Linked DNA regions of Ovis aries: region 1 is linked to region 2. The links are chromatin contacts, called in public Hi-C maps. All regions are on one chromosome and are shown on one strand. The core of a region is the stretch at or near the end of the contact, and the rest is flanking DNA. Distances in the headings are between cores, read along the strand shown.

The links. Hi-C and Micro-C count contacts between places; a contact is called where the count stands out from the background.
Region 1: a Hi-C map of tail adipose tissue shows a contact between it and region 2, with 4 times the contacts expected there. The contact joins the promoter of CEBPA here to the enhancer-like site in region 2. A contact is called at or near these places in 10 of 16 Hi-C or Micro-C datasets (blood, hypothalamus, liver and 3 more).

What each region holds. Positions count from the first base shown.
Region 1 is chr14:43,221,387-43,224,086 of ARS-UI_Ramb_v3.0, reverse strand. CEBPA (CCAAT enhancer binding protein alpha) reads left to right here and starts at 1,400. Exons shown (of 1, transcript NM_001308574.1): 1 at 1,400-2,487. The coding sequence starts at 1,426. The coding sequence ends at 2,487.
Region 2 is chr14:43,174,258-43,176,957 of ARS-UI_Ramb_v3.0, reverse strand. No RefSeq gene overlaps it. Among named protein-coding and RNA genes, the nearest start is that of SLC7A10, 19 kb to the right of the region's middle. Within about 2 kb of position 1,392, at least 9 of the 54 cell types and tissues checked have an H3K27ac peak or open chromatin away from gene starts, as enhancers often do. A contact at or near this core is called in liver and tail adipose tissue, where this site is marked.

The DNA of each region.
Region 1 (2,700 bases), core at 151-2,650, 47 kb before region 2:
CCCAAGGGAGTAGGCTGTCCCCGCGATCCCTAAGTAGAACGCGCGAGGCGCCACGTGGCTGGGGAAACGCGCTGCCTTAAACCCCTTCCCCCAGCAGCAGCCAGTGCGGAGGCGGCGCGGCGCCCAGGGGTCACCGGGGCCCGGCCACCTTGTTCCTCACAATTCCAGGGACCCAGCGCCCTGCGAACAAGCCCGCAGGGCTCTCACATTAGATGCTCGGACCGTGAGCCGCAGAGATTCGGAGGCCCCGGCTTTCTCCACAGCCCCGCTCCCGCCTTGGAGAGCACCTGAATGGGGAGTAGGGGAGAAGGTTGCGGGCCTTTGATCGCCGGCCCCGCTTCGGGATCCCCGTCTCGGAGTCAAATTCGCCTCCTCCCCCTATGCTTCTCCCCTCACCCTGGTACCCCAGCCCCGGAATCCAGCTGGGCCCGTCCCGCTGGGAAAAAAACTGGCGGCCCCGCGCCGGGTAGCAGCGCCAACTCCGTGCACCTAGCAACACCTAGAGCTCGGGCAAGGAGAAGTAAATTACAAGAAAGTTTCCCAGCCCGGGCGGGTGGACAAATCGAGTCCTCTAGACTCCCGGATTGCGGCCGCCTCCCCTTTCCTCTGCTCCCCGCGGGGTCCTAGCGCCTGAAACTGCTGGCCCGTATGACCCTGGAGTACTTGCACGGGGCAAGCGGAGCGGAGAGGTACTTTTGCGCGGAATCTGTGCGGGTGCCTGGGTATCAGAGAAGCAAAATCCCGGTTCTCCTTGGTGTCTCCAAGTGGCAGCATGCACTGGGCCGCACGTCCGAAACTGTTCCCTGCCCCCTACCCCTGACCCCTTCTTTACGCAACCTCCTTGCAGAGTACCCGGACCCGGACGAAACCGGTTCCAGCTTTTAAAGTGAGTCCGCGCCAGGAAAGCTCAGAGACCAAGACCTGCCTCTCCGCCCACCCCAACCAACCCTAACCCCCTGTGTGGCGTCGGGTGTTCCGGGGCTCCCCGGTCTTTGGGGGGAGGTGGGTCCCCTGGACAGGCTACAGGAGGGGGCCCTGCCGTCGACCACTCGTGCGCGGGGGCGACAACTCTACCGAGGGTGGGGCACCGCGCGCGAGTCTCGGTTCGGCGGGCGACGCGGGAGGTAGTAGGCGTTGCCCCGCGGCCCCTCCCCGCCAGCTCTGAGCTCCAGCCCCACTCGCCGCCCTCTGCAGCCCGCAGGCGCTAAGACCCAGGAGGCGCTGCGCCGCTGTCACCGTTTGCACACTAGAGGGCGACAAACGCCCCGGTATAAATGCGGGCCCCGCGCGGGCCTGGCCATTCGCGACCGGGAGCTGAGCGGGCGCGAGCGAGTAGGGGCTCTGGGTGGGCGGCGGCAGCAGCGGCGCCCCGCGCAGGCTGGAGGCCGCCGAGGCTCGCCATGCCGGGAGGACTTTAGCTCCCCCATGGAGTCGGCCGACTTCTACGAGGCGGAGCCGCGGCCCCCGATGAGCAGCCACCTCCAGAGCCCCGCACACGCGCCCAGCAGCGCCGCTTTCGGCTTTCCCCGGGGCGCGGGCCCCTCGCAGCCCCCCGCCCCACCTGCCGCCCCGGAGCCTCTGGGCGGCATCTGCGAACACGAGACGTCCATCGACATCAGCGCCTACATCGACCCGGCCGCCTTCAACGACGAGTTCCTGGCCGACCTGTTCCAACACAGCCGGCAGCAGGAGAAGGCCAAGGCGGCCGCGGCCCCCGCAGGAGGCGGCAACGACTTTGACTACCCGGGCGCCCCCGTGGGCCCCGGAGGCGCCGTCATGCCCGGGGGGACGCACGGTCCCCCTCCCGGCTACGGCTGCGCGGCGGCCGGCTACCTGGACAGCAGGCTGGAGCCTCTGTACGAGCGGGTCGGGGCGCCGGCGCTGCGGCCGCTGGTGATCAAGCAGGAGCCGCGCGAGGAGGACGAAGCGAAGCAGCTGGCGCTGGCCGGCCTCTTTCCCTACCAGCCGCCGCCGCCGCCGCCGCCGCCGCACTCGCACCCGCCGCCCGCTCACCTGGCCGCCCCGCACCTGCAGTTCCAGATCGCACACTGCGGCCAGACCACCATGCACCTGCAGCCCGGCCACCCCACGCCGCCGCCCACGCCCGTGCCCAGCCCGCACCCAGCGCCCGCGCTCGGCGCCGCTGGCCTGCCAGGCCCCGGCGGCGCGCTCAAGGGGCTGGCCGCCGCGCACCCCGACCTCCGTGCGGGCGGCGGCGGCGGCGGCAAAGCCAAGAAGTCCGTGGACAAGAACAGCAACGAATACCGGGTGCGGCGCGAGCGCAACAACATCGCGGTGCGCAAGAGCCGGGACAAGGCCAAGCAGCGCAACGTGGAGACGCAACAGAAGGTGCTGGAGCTGACCAGTGACAATGACCGCCTGCGCAAGCGGGTGGAACAACTGAGCCGCGAACTGGACACACTGCGGGGCATCTTCCGTCAGCTGCCCGAGAGCTCCCTGGTCAAGGCCATGGGCAACTGCGCGTGAGGCGCGAAGCGGCGGGACCGCCCTGGGCTGGCCGCCGGCTGGGACCCAGGGAGTGGCTTCGGGTCTCCGGATCTCAAGACTGCCCGAACAGCGTAAGCCAGGACCAGGAGATTCCGGTGCCGCCTGAGAGCCTGGCCTGCTGCGCGTGCCCCTTGCCTTCCTCTGCGCCCAACACGGTGCGTCTAAGATGAGGGGTCAGGCCGAGAGGAGAAG
Region 2 (2,700 bases), core at 143-2,642:
ACCCAGATGGACCCAGGACAGAGGGCCGCTGGGCTCCACGGCCCTCAGAGCACCCGTGTTGGAGGTGGGTCCCCTTTTAGAAGCAGGAGCCAGGGTGGGGATACTCCAGGCGCCAAGAGAGGCAACCAGGTAAGAGTCACATGGTGAGTGACTGGCACGTTCTGTTGTCCTGGCCAGACCCTCTGGGGGCAGAGTCTGGGGACAGCAGTGTCTGCCAGGACTCCCCAGGGGATAGGGGTCTCAGAGTCCATGAGGGGATTTCAATGGGACAATGGGCTAAATACCCACCCAGGCTGGTACAGGCTGGGTGAGGGGGCCAGGGTGACCAGGGCAGTGTCACTCCCAGTTGAGTCAAAGGGGACTGGGCCCAGGTAGCTTGGGAGGGGCCTCTGCTCAGCCTCTACCTCATTCTTAGCTCAGGGCTGAGACACAGATCTAGGACACAGATAGGTCAGGGGGATGGCTGCAGGGAGGGAAAATGCTGGATGGGGAAGCCAGGGTCCCTCCATCCCCTAGAGGTTTATGGGCAGGTGCCCCAGCTATGGGGCCAACGTAGGCTACAAGCAATCCATAGCAGCCCTTCCTGTTCCAGGCCCCTTCTCAGCCAGGACCACGCTGAGCGCCAGAGGGTTAAAGGGTGGGGGTCTTGAGCCTCAGGTCCCCCACCTGGTGCACGCCAATTTGCAGGGGGCAGGGTAGGGAGACGCCTTAGAGGCCTCAGATATGAGACAGGAAGCCCAGAATCCCTTCTCTGATGGCTAGACCTCCAAGGCCTCTGGGCCCCAGAAAGGAGCCTCTGACTCCTTCATCCACAGCCCTTGGCTGCTTGCCTATTGCTCCAGGGCCCAGCCGTCTTCCCCTGCCCAGCAGGGCCCCCTCCCAGAGCCGGCCACCCGCCTGCCCTGGGCCCGCTGCTGACCACAGCCCTGAGTGTGGAGTGAAGGGAAGAGGCTGGGCCATGGAGACCGAGGGCCTCCCACTCCCGCCCGTCACAGCCAGGGTTGGAGCCAGGGGTCACCCCCTCATCCACCCCAGAGACCAGGGCAAGGATTGGTGGAAAGGCTGAGAGGTTCAGGGGTCACAGTGTATCGCTGGGTCGGAGGTCAAAGATTTGCTGACAACAGCCTTGGAGGTATTGATCCGGTGGGGGGAGGTGACAGAACTCTGTCCCCTGCCAAGGGCTGTGGGCATGGGCTGGTGGTCAGCAAGCTGGATGCAGCAGAGCCCACCCCAGAACAGGCTCCTGGGGACGGGGGGCAGGGGGCTACACAGCTCCTCTCATGGCACCAAGTCCCTCGACAGGCAGGGGACCAGTCATATCACAAGGGATTTCGGTTATCATGCTGAGCTGATGGTCCAGCATGCCTGGGCCTGTCGCCAAGGGGACAGCAGGGACCTGGCGGCTATGTGCTCCAGCACCCAGAGCTCTCACAGGTATGAGACGACAGGCCCCGGGGGAGCTGGGAACCGAGGAGTCAAAAAACCCGACATCATCTTCAAGACAACAGCAGGCCGAGGGCCGGGCTGGCTTCGTGGGGGAGGGTGCACAGCTGCAGTGACCTGCAAAGGCTTCCCCCAGTCTTACCTGCTCACCCCAGAGGTCAGCTTCTAGCGGATGCAGGCATCATTCCAGCTCCCTCCCACCCCAGAAAGATGTAGTGAATCCTCCCCACTCCCATCCCCAACTTGTGCCCAGAGCCCACCTGGAGGTGGCCAGACACTCTGACTGCCCCTTACTCATCTCGCACACACCCATCCACCCAGCCTTGGCCCAGAAGGAAGGAGCCCCCATGACCGAGAGGGTGAAGGGGCATCTCACTCAAATGAACTCACCCCAAACAGACTGGACCCAAAGGTGTTTCCTTTTCTTTTGGATTATATGAATGTGTACATATCTTTGTATGGAGGGGATTTTATTTATTTACTTACTTAGCTATTTGTTTACTTTGGCCGCACCATGTGGCATGTGGGATCTTAGTTCCCCAACCAGGAATCAAATCCATGCCCCCTGTAGTGGGAGCACGGAGTCTTAACCACTGGACCACCAGGACATCCCCCCAAAGGAGTCTCTGCATCTATCCTTGAGGGTGCCTGGGGAGAGAGAGGAGGGGAGTGTGCGTGCCTGTGTGTGACTGCGTGTACCTGTACGTGTGTATGTCCATGTGCTTGTTGCTATGTGTGCACGTGTTTTTCCTGTGTGTGTGTATGTGCACAGAGCATGTGTGTGAACATGCAGTTGTGTGCATGTGTGAACTGTGTGATCATGTGCACGTGGGTGCAGTGTGTGTGTGTGTGTGTGTGTATGCATGTACTCACATGTGCTTGGCCCAGGCCCGAGGCTGGGCTGGCCCCCTTCCAGGCACTGCCTGGAGAGACACTCCAGCTGTCCCTTGGAATGGCTTGATCGGGGCTTAGCCAGAAACCCTTACGAGTCCCTGTGGCCCTGGCCCTGGCAGCTGGCCCAGAGCTGAGGGCTTCTGATCAGCCCTGGCCAAGCTGGCAGCATGGCCAGAGGGCAGCTCTGTCCACTGGGAAGGCATGTGGTGGCCCCTGACTCAGAGCATACCTAGGTTCGAGGTCACTGGCACTGAGATGGGATGAGACACGTGGCCCCCTGGGGTCTGGAACTTCTTGATGCAAATGGGGCCCCCTAGCAGTGGCCCCTGCTGGGAACATCAGGTATTGCAGACTGACTCTGCA